Regions from separate parts of the Zea mays genome. Here region 2 is linked to region 1. A link is a contact called in public Hi-C data. All regions are on one chromosome and are shown on one strand. The core of a region is the stretch at or near the end of the contact, and the rest is flanking DNA. Distances in the headings are between cores, read along the strand shown. Region 1 holds the start of LOC542618 (Rho-related protein from plants 2). Region 2 holds the start of LOC103654933.

Region 1 (5,336 bases), core at 1,637-4,136:
GCAGCTTGCAACCTGAGGCTTTATGCTACCCGTGGGTTCACGCACATGTTGTGCCACTAGTTAAATATAATAAGCATTGTAAGAACATAGAAGGAGCAAAATCAGTGAACCCAACAGGAAAAATAGCAAACTGAGGGACGGCATTACCTGTTGCATTGGTTGTCAATAACAGGAAGTACAGTCAATTCAAACAGGTATATTTATAATATTTTGTAAACCAGGTAGGATCCCTGCTTTTATATTTGTTCAGAAAAAAGGTTTTACAGAGTACTGAGCTTACCAGTTCACCAAATGCACAAATGCAAATTCAGGCAACAACACGAGCGACAACTACTCTATCCATGCTTATATCGTGTACAGATTTTTGTCATCATGTGATATTATAACATCATTGCCAAATTCATGCACTATTATGATAAAAACAACTGCCAAATGTGATCCTATCTAACCGAAAGTCCAATCAATTGATCTATCAGAAACTAGCATAATCAATTTTGCAAGCACCGAAGGTTGGATTTCAAAAAGAAGGACCGAATCATTCTTACCAAGCTTTGTCCCTACGAGAATAATTGGCACACCAGGTGCATAATGCTTCAGTTCAGGTATCCACTGAAAATAGAAGGGGTTCAGAGTCAGCAAACAAAAAGTTTGGGAGCCATCTATATTAATCCTATTCAAAAATGGATTTTGGAGAACTGTTTCAGTACACATTTAGTAATTTGTTTCACTGAGAAAAAAGTAATCACTCTGAATATGGTCAAGCCAGAAGCAATGAATTTTATCATATAATCAGCTAAATGAAGACTGTAAGGTAAATGAGCTAAAAACAAGCATTTCCAGAGGACGCTGGACTAAAGAAAACACAAAGCCAAATAATAGAAAATAAGAATCAGAGCCTTGCCTTCTTCGAAACATTCTCATAGCTGGCCTTACTGATCAGTGAGAAAGCCAGAAGAAAAACATCAGCTCCACGATAGCTCAGTGGTCTCAGTCTGTTGTAATCCTCTTGACCTGCGGCAGTTGCAAAGATGAAGTTCAACCATTTTGATAAACAAGGAAAAAGGATATGCACAAAGGGGGGAAAAGCATCAAAGTAACAAAATAGGATAGCTGGTCACCTGCAGTGTCCCAGAGGCCGAGGTTGACAGTATTACCATCAACCACAACGTTGGCACTGAAGTTATCAAACACTGTCGGAACATAGTCCTGGCAAAAGAGCAATGGCGACAACAGTAAGTGTACTGCATGTATCACTAAAAGTGCAACTAATTCATAAACCAGAAAAATAGGCAAAGGACAGTGGGAGAGGACAAGAGGGTATGAATGAAGGCACATCGCACGCCACTGTAAATTCAAAGAAACTAAAAAGTTTGTCTGAATGTCTGAGGATAACCCTACAAAATAATACACTAGACCCTCCACAAGCATGGGGGGCGGCGGTCCACAGTGGTCCTCCGGATATACTAGCCCATGGTCACGCTAATACTCAGGGCTCCAAGCTAACCTACTGCAAGGCACGGCTGAAAATCAAAATCACATCTTTCGAGAGAGAAAATCCAATGCAATGGGTATAGACACATAGTACTCTGATACATAGTCAAAAAAAAATTCTTGAAAGAGATGTTTTCTATTGGAAAATGAGAGGGCATGCGTAAAAAAATCCAGTGATATGGATATACCACACTGGTACAGGGCCAAAAAAAAAGTTATTTCAAAGAGATATTTCGTATTGGAAAAGGTGGAGGGGGCACGCGTGAAAAGCTAGCGACACTCTTGGTGCAACAACCAGTGTGGAATTGCGTAAAGTGAGGCAATGGCAATCCATTTCACCAACCATACGGAAGGCGTGACTTCCAGGGCGAGGGTACAGGGCAGGCAGGCGGGCAGGCAGGGTAAACTTAAAAAGAGGTCGAGAAAGTGATCTCGGTCTGGTTGATGAAACGGATCGAGGCGGGGTGCAGCAGGGAAAGGGAAAGCGAGCAGATTTGCAAGGGAATCTACATTTCCCCAGGTTTCTTAGAAACTGTAACGGTAATTTCTACACGAGCGAGGCAATTCCTGCAAACCCAGCGCGCTGAAGAGGCCGTTTTGGGTCTGATTTGAGAACAGCGCAGGAGAAGATGAGATCCCCTTTCGGTTTCCTCCAAAACCAACGGGCAGCTGGCGTGGTACTGGTACGCGACCGACCGAACCCTAATAATAATTACAAAAACGAAAAGTTGGCACAGCCGCATTGTCGTGACCGGGGCGGAATTGACGAGCGCGGGGCGAATCGGGGGGAATTCCCACCGAATCCAACGCCCCAGATCGATCAAGAACGCCGTCGCAATTCAAAATCCCGGACCGGGACCCCCCAAAAAAAAATGAAACCTCTCCAGCGGAGCAACAATGAGGAGGAAGGAGCGTACGGTGGGGAAGGTGTTGGAGGTGTAGGAGATGAGCATGCAGGTCTTGCCGACGGCGCCGTCCCCGACCGTGACGCACTTTATGAACCTGGACGCGCTCATCCTCTTCCGCCCTCCCTCTCGCTACGGGGGTGGCTGGGGGGAGAGAGAGGCCTCCTAGGTGGTCTTGCTCGTACCTCCTGCTGGTCGTCTGAAGAAGATAGGCGGTGGAGGAAAGGGGGGCGAGCGTCTGGTTTGAGGGAGGAAGAAGGGGGAGAGGAAGCCGGGTGGCGGGTGGTTAAGATCGGGAGGGAGGGGAGCCGCGGACAAATGGAGGGAGGCGCGGGCGAGGCGGGAGAGGGTTGCGGAGGCGGAGGGAGGGAAGCGGTCTCCGCGCCGGGACGGTGGGTGCTAGTGGTGGTGGGGAGGGGAGGGTAGAGTGGGTGGTGGTGGCCCGGCGCGGTGGTGGGTGGGGAGGGAAGGAAGGAGAGAGAGAGAGAGAGGGGTGGCCACGGTGTGCGCGCGCATCATTTCCTTCTTTATTATTGCACTGCCTCTGCCTGCCAAACTTGCCCCCGTGTATTATTAGGTTATCATCAAGCCTAATCCACCGCATATTTAAAACTCTAAAGTAAGGGCATGCTTGTTTTCTCGCAGAATTATAGTATAATCCAGTTTATTTTATAAAGATTATATAATCCAGCCTACTATAGATGTTTGTTTAAATAAAAAATTAGTGGGTAAAATGTTAGACAATAATCTATAATAAGCATCTATAAAAAGCTTTATAAACTCGTGTTTACCAAGTTGCTAAATAGTTATTGGAATTAGAAAAGCAGTTTAATCTCTGATAGTTCATGATATTTACAGAGTAATTAAATTTTGAATCTAGTTTTAGTAGGCCTGCTCCCTTCGGATCTGGCTGACAATAGGGTCGAGAGCATATAAATGTCGAGGGTGAAGAACAAGGCCGGTAGTGCATGACATGTGGGGGAGCGATGGTTCGGCGGCGCGGCCTATGGGGTGGCAGTGGACTGACGATGGAAAATAAGCTTTGTGTCATACCTAGTGCTGTGCGGGAAATGGAAAAAAAAGAGTGCGTCGAATTTAGCTACTATGAGATCGACGTTAACTGTGTTTAGAAAGTTTTTATCCGATTGCCAAACTTGAAAAGTAAATTGGATTGGATAGGGAGTAATTAAATTTAGCAAGCTTATTAATTTAGAGAACTATTGGAGACGTGTTTTTTTTGTTCACTTCTAAATTTTAAAATTTAGAAGTTGTTTAGAGAACTATTGTAGTCCACACTCTAGTAGGATTAGTGTTGTTACTGTTGTCACGCTATCTCAGTTTTTTTTCTTGTTGATTTATCAATATTATATTCACCGGTTGCGATGAGATTGTTCACGCTCTACTCTAGGAATATCATAATATCGCAGTGCCGATACTTTCGTACGTCAGGCTAAATAACGCATGCTTCCAAGTGACGTTTATTCAGCAACGGAAAAGCCAATGTGGCAGTACCATTTCCCAAAAAAATGTTGCTTTGCTTAACTGCTATCAACTGCCCTCCTACTGTCTCTCGTCCTCTTGATCATGTCTGCTCCCTAATCATCACGCCATTTCTCCTTCCATACGCGTCTTCCAGTGTATATATATTTTTATCTTAACGTGCCTTTCATTTGGGGTCACTACTCACTAGCACTTTTAAGAGTGCATTCTCGCTTCTATTTTCTAATGAACGCCAGTCTAGCACTTTTAAGAGTGCATCTCGCTTATATTTTCTAATGAACGCGACAGTGTGTGTTTGGTTGGATATACATGAAAGAGTATAAGGGAACGACTATAATTTCTATAGTGTTTAGATGAGATTCACATAGGAACAAGTTAAATACCGAAGTAGTTTTTAATAGCGACGTAATCCAAAAAAATCGAAGAGACAGTGTCACACCCGTCTCATCACACTTTAACCTCAAACCAAACACATACTCGCTCAACCAACTGCTACTGCGTTTAGGTGGCCACCAAATACACCAGCATGCGTGTGCAGTGCAGTGTACCACACACACAAAAAAAAAAACGGGGGCAGACAGACAGACAGACAGCTAATGAAATCGGGGATCCAACTGGACAGATCAGGCATTATCCCACGTCGACAACGGCACCCACCAGTCACAGCCACAGTCACTCACAACACAGGTACCCTGATCATGGCATGGAGACAAGTTTCTGCTGATCCGGTCGGATGCGTGCGGCAGAATTCATCCAAGATTTACTGGCACCTCAGATTCACCTGGTGCCATATTTTTATCAAGCACAATACCCTAACAAAGTGTCAAGCTGGGATTTCCCATCTCATCTGCGTCAAAATTTATTTAATTATTTATTTATTTTTTCCCTACGACCCCTGCACTAGTCTGGCTTGGCTGGCAGGGCCAACGCCTTCGCTTCTCTCTGCTGGACGGACGGTGGGTGCGGCGGCTACTTGAATCCGTGGATCCGTCTAGCCGACTCGAGCGTGTTCGACAGAAGCATCGCGATCGTCATCGGCCCGACGCCGCCTGGGACCGGCGTGATGGCTCCGGCGACCTTGGAGGCTTCCTCGTAGCAGACGTCCCCGACGAGCCTGTACCCGCGGGGGCTCTCTGGGTCCTGCGTCATCATTCCAAATCACACTGGTAAGCAAATCAAATCGCCAAGGGAGTTGCATGGAGACACAATCACACAAGGAGCTAGGAGAAAAGAGACGGTGCTTGCTACTATGATATGCAGAACACAGCTCGGATGTGACAGCATGCAGAACCAGGCTCATGGAACATGAGAGCCATGTTTAAGAGTATTGTCTGATTGATCATCACTTGCTGCACAAGCGTATAATGAAAACTGGGCAAAACTTCGCCTGGAACACTCTAACATGGGGCTCATAAATTTAAGAAGCCGGTTTCAGTATTA
Region 2 (5,323 bases), core at 597-3,096, 170 kb after region 1:
CCGCCGCCCGCGCCGGCTCGTTCAGGTCCAGCACCACCAGCGCCGGCAGGTCCTCCTGCTCCTTCCTCCCGACCTGCGAAAGCGACACGTACGTAGCCAGGGTGCTGCGGCGTCAGTTCGAGATTGGATGATTGGAACTCATTACTCAACTCCCCCTTTCAGCTGCTCTCTCTCTTTCTCTCAGCGCGCGCGTGCGTACGTATGCACGCATGGGCATCGAGAGCCGTTCGTGACGACACGGCGTCAGGCCTCCTACTAAATCGGGAAAGGCGTCAAACCAATCACAGAAGGGAACGGTTTTATACTCTACCTGGCATGAGTACTATAGACGGTCAATGGCGATCGGGAGATTGGAATCGAAACTAAAAATTCCTCTTTTTTTCGTGTTGGATGGCTGAGTTCTCGGAGATGGTTTTGTTTTTGGGGAAAAAAAGGTCGCAGCTTTCGATCCTTGTTGGGGGTGGGGATGAGATGGGCGAGCAGAGCTGGAGTGGTTGTGGTTGCCGTCCGCACAAACACGCAAGCGAGCAAAACCGAGCGCCCAAGAATTGAGCAGCAAGAAACCGTGCCCCGCCCCGGTACCCAGTCTCCGTGGCAACTGGCAACCACGGCTACCAGATTGACGGAAAGCGACCGCCAGAGAAAGGATCCATCCAGCAGCACCTCGTGCGACGGTGCGAGTGCAACTGCTTCACCAAGGCTCTCGTTCGCTCGTGCTCCTCCAGCTCCGCATCCGACCGAGCTCTGCTGTGCCGGGGACGCCGCAGCCGCTTGAATTTCTCTAATCAATGGCTCGAGGTCGCTAGTCGCACACAAGCAAGCAATCGACGGGAGACAGACACGAACAGAAGAAGATCTAAACTCCCGAGGAAGAAAAAGGGAGTGGGGAGGAGGAAGGGTTGACCTGGAGTGGACGCGCGTTCTCCCGGGGCTGGGACAAGCTCGCCGCCGCCTCGCCGAGCTGCTGTTCCTCCTCCGCCCACTGCGAGCAGTCCATCCAAGGCAGATTAATTGTCGCCCGTCCGGCCACTAGAGAAATTTTCCACCACCTAATTTTATTTTTTTTTAAAAAAAACGGAAAGCGAAGCGACGAAGGAAGACCCGCAGCGGCGGCGCCGGCTGAGGCGCGCGCGCAGATCTCGCGCGCGGGAGGCTCACCTGGTCCAGCGGGGGAGCTACGGCGACCTCGCCCTTGTCCTCCGGCGGCGCGTCGTCCCCGCCGCTCTCCGGGTACGCGAGCGGGGTGTCGGGGCTAGCGGCCCCGCCCCTCTCGGCGGCGGCGGGAGCCGGGACCGGGGAGGGCTTGACCTCCGGCATCGACCGCGGCCGGCGCCGGCCCCACGAGAGGATCTCCAGGTGCGGGGCCGCGGCGCGCGCGCGCTGGCGCCGCCGGTGCCGCGACCGCACGAGCCTGCTTATGTCGCACAGAATGGCGGCCACCTCCAGCTGCTCGGTCTCCGCCGCATCCTCCATGGGCGGGCGCCGCGCCGGGGGGTCTGTGTTCGGTGGCTGCGGAATCGGGCGGCGGCGGCGGCGGCGGCGCGATGTGGGCGGGCGGGCGGGCGAGCGAGCGGATTGCTTCCTGGGCTCCCCTCCGCTCCCAGGCCGTGTGGTTTAATAGGGGCGGGCGAGCGCCGTGGCGCCACGTGGCGACGCGGCCGCGGGGATTGGGTTGCCGCCGGGAGGATGACACGCAGGGCCCTCCCCACAGGGACTGACTCGCGCCGTGTGGTTCTGTTGCTGGTGGCTGGTGCTCGCGGTGGGCACGCCGCCTCTTCCTTTCCCTTTCCCTCTCCTCTCCTCTCCTCCACGGTCCGGGCTAGATTTCCATTCTCTCCGTATTCCGGTTCTCGCGTGCAGTGTGGTGGACTGGAGCTGGAGGCTCCGGCCCCCGGTTTTGGGGGTTTGTTTCTTCTTTTTTCCTTGTTGCCTTGTTCTCGTCTCGCCCTGGATTTATCCGGCGCCAAAGCTGCTTTTCCTGCGGCGATGCGTTTTTTTACTCGTCACATACTGTTACATTTGATCCGGTATTTTAATTTGTTAGCTCTTTTCAAATTATTCGCATTTATATATGTGTTTTTACACTATGATCTCGGCACCATAGTTCATGTGCCAATATATTTGGTATGGGGACCAATTTGGCGCTTCAGCCCACGGGGTGTTTGGTTACCCTAAACTAAACTTTAGCCCCTATCACATCGAATGTTTGAACCTCCGTTCCGGGTATTAAATGTAGTCGGATTATAAAACTAATTTGTCAGCCGAAGATTAAAAGACGAGACGAATCTAGTCCAGTTGGTTGGGTCTATATTTCATACTCCTATTTAAAAGTCAAACGTTTGATGTGACCCGAGCTAAACTTTAGCAGGGGCAACCAAACACCCCCTTAAGACTCTTTTTGGTTGATAGACTAAAGATTAGTCTCTCCATTTTAGTTTCATTTAAATTCTAAATTATTATATGGTGGGACCAAAACATGAACTAAATTGTTTTAGTCTCTATTTCTTCAAAGGGTGACTAAGGCTCTGTTTTAAACTCACAAGATAAACTTTATCAACTTTTTAGCTATTTTTAGCCATTTGGTGATCTAAATAGGAGAGCTAATGGTGGTGTGATAAAATTTAGCACCTATTATCTCATAATCTGCTCAAGGGGTGCTAAAAGGGGCTAAACGTGGGCCAGAGAACCTCATTTTCTACCCCATACCCTCCAACCACATTCTCTTTCCGCATTAGGGGCATGTGTGTCTTTTTCTAATGTGCTAAACTTTATTAGAGTAGTCCAAACACACAAGGAGCTAAACTTTAGCACTTCAATTCATATGGCTAAAGTTTAACAGGAAACTAAAGTTTATCCCGTGAAATTGAACAGGGCCTAAAAGAGACTAAATCATATTAATCCTATCTTTTAATCCTATCTTTGTATGATAGTTTGAGTGTTTCATTTTGAAAGCACTTCAATTATAGTTTAAGTTTAAACACACTTTCAATTGGAGTACCAAGTGTGAGCACTCTCAATTCTTGTTACTACAAGTTTGAAATATGTCCCTTCACAACATTTGTACAGTTCTTGTGTTTGGGAACATCTGTACAATATGGTTTCAATTGGCAAGGTCAGAGCAAACGATAGGCTGCCTTTGGCCCGAGCAACATCTGTACATTGCCTCTCGGAGGCGTCCTGCATCACGCACAAGGTTAGACTCACATGGCCAGTTTGCCTTTACCACGGTGGAATCTGGCATTTACCTTGCCTTCTACCAGCAACAAATTTAGACATGGCAATTCCGTCACTGTTTGTTTCAGCATGTGTATTGTGAGAAGCTGCACAAGCTAACAAATTAGCATCTGCAGTGGCGAGAATGTCGTCAATGCCAGCCCAATTCATGTGTCTTCTCTGACTCGCGCTTAGGTTGTTTCAAAAAATTTAGGGTTAATTTATTAGTAGTCTGTTGTGGATTTAGATTTTTTTAGGAAACGTTTTTTACATCAGCCCCTAATATTAAGTTTTGGGGAACAATTTTATAGCAGTCTTTTGGAGTCGCTCTAAAGTCTAAACATGTTAATTACAATTGAGCCCTCCCTCTTCAGACACAACAAGATCATCTACAGTTAATTCACCTGCAATTCACTTGCATTTGGGTCACTGATTTATAGGCCCGATCTAGAATAAGGGACCTTTGGTAGGGCTCCGGTTCCTCTAAAAACAGGGTTCCTCTAAAAACAGTTTCAGCACTGACTCACCTGGCTCTTTGGTTTCTCTAAAAAGTCAGAGCTGCTTTGCAATTCATTTGGTAAAACAGTTTTCTTGTGTTTATCTTAAAGGATGTGTGAGTAAAATGTAGAAGGATCCGTTAGGAGCCATATTTTTTGTGCTCTCTCTCTTTTAGAGGGCTTTCGATAAGAAGCTATTTTTTTATAACCGTTTGATAGAGATTGAAGATGAGCCAGAGTTAGAGCCGTAGGCATTGCCAAAAGGGCTCTCACTCTAAATACCAGTGGCCTGCAGTTTAGTCCCCTCTGGTACCATGCATAACCCTATTTCCTGAGTGTATAAATAAAACACAACCTTATGCATCTCACTTTCTTTTTCTTTTTTGCAACATCCCACTTTTTTACTGCTAAGATGTTGTATATTATCCACTATAAATTAGTGCGTCTGAATAGTAGTATCAATCAGCTGATCAGCAGCAGAAGGGAGGCCAGGCTACATCAACCTCAGCTGCTGCGGCTGCCTGCCACCTTGGTACGGCGCGCAGAAGAGCTCCATCTGCGGCGGCCGTGGCGGCGACGGCATCTCCGGGGGAGCAAGCATGCCCATCGGTCGCAGCGACGACGAAATGCCGTGCCACGCTGCCGCCGGAGAAAGCGTAGCGTCCGGCCTCGGCTGGTACTGCGAGACATGGTACTGCCACATCTGCTGGTGCTGCTGCTGCGTCGGCATGGGTTGTTGTAGCTGCTTCATCATCATCGCCGACGAGCTCGCAGGGCGCAGACCATACGCCGGGCCGCACACATACTGTGGCATCTGCGAACACATCCCAGAGACGAGACAAGACAGCGATCGATCAGATCAGACGCCATTTGAACCGTGATACAATGCAAGTATGTAACACAACAAGAAACCAGAAGTAATATGGTGCAGTAGTGTCAGGAAGAACCTAACCTGCTGAAGCGCCGCGGCGGGTGGCAGACTCCCCCTGCTGTAAGGGAAGTGCGGGAACGAGTACGGCGTCGCGTCACGCGGCGTCGCCGGTGGCCGAGCCATCTGAGGGTGTAGGTACCGGACATGCTGCGCCGCTGCCGCGGCGGCCGCCGATGTGGCCGGAAGGTTTTGCCAGGAACTACCGCTGACCTGAAACAGCAACGGCTTCGGTTAGGCAAGACTTCAGTGGAGCTCAGTTACCGGCAGCCAGCCAGCGTTCAAGCAGCAGCAGCGCCGCCACGGTAGCTGTCAAGCTCTAGTGTCTGTGGCGCTCACAATCTTCTGCCGGCCGGCGCCCGCATCGCAGATGCCAGCGGGCGGCTGGTGAGCCGGGACGCGCACGTCGAAGTGCACCGTGTACAACCTCTCGTCCCGAGCGGCGGCGGCCTTGTGCGAGGTGGTGGACGAGCCGTTCGGAGGCCTGGGGCAGCGGGCGAGGAGCCTCTCCTCAGGCCTCGCTTGGCTTTGTAACGACGACGACGCGGCGGCCTTCTCCTTGTTCACGTGCATCTGGATCACGTGGCTCACGTACACGTGGGTGATGCTCCTCTTCCATGCCTTCGGCGCGCCGACGTTTCTGAGCACAGGGTGCTGCAGATAACAGTGTCAAATAAACGTTCAG

The links. Hi-C and Micro-C count contacts between places; a contact is called where the count stands out from the background.
Region 2: a contact with region 1 is called in a Hi-C map of ear, with 2.3 times the contacts expected there. The contact joins the promoter of LOC103654933 here to the promoter of LOC542618 in region 1. A contact is called at or near these places in 4 of 25 Hi-C or Micro-C datasets (ear, endosperm, leaf and 1 more).

The regions. Positions count from the first base shown.
Region 1 is chr4:246,682,186-246,687,521 of Zm-B73-REFERENCE-NAM-5.0, forward strand. LOC542618 (Rho-related protein from plants 2) reads right to left here and starts at 2,887. Exons shown (of 7, transcript NM_001112145.2): 1 at 2,409-2,887; 2 at 1,119-1,206; 3 at 902-1,011; 4 at 546-609. The coding sequence starts at 2,507. It overlaps LOC542656 (bifunctional protein FolD 4, chloroplastic), which reads right to left. Exons shown (of 5, transcript NM_001308477.1): 5 at 4,313-5,036. The coding sequence ends at 4,866.
Region 2 is chr4:246,856,401-246,861,723 of Zm-B73-REFERENCE-NAM-5.0, forward strand. LOC103654933 reads right to left here and starts at 1,847. Exons shown (of 3, transcript XM_008681737.4): 1 at 1,159-1,847; 2 at 905-982; 3 at 1-73. The coding sequence starts at 1,473. LOC100501708 reads right to left here. Exons shown (of 13, transcript NM_001323287.1): 11 at 4,978-5,292; 12 at 4,663-4,851; 13 at 3,913-4,524. The coding sequence ends at 4,204.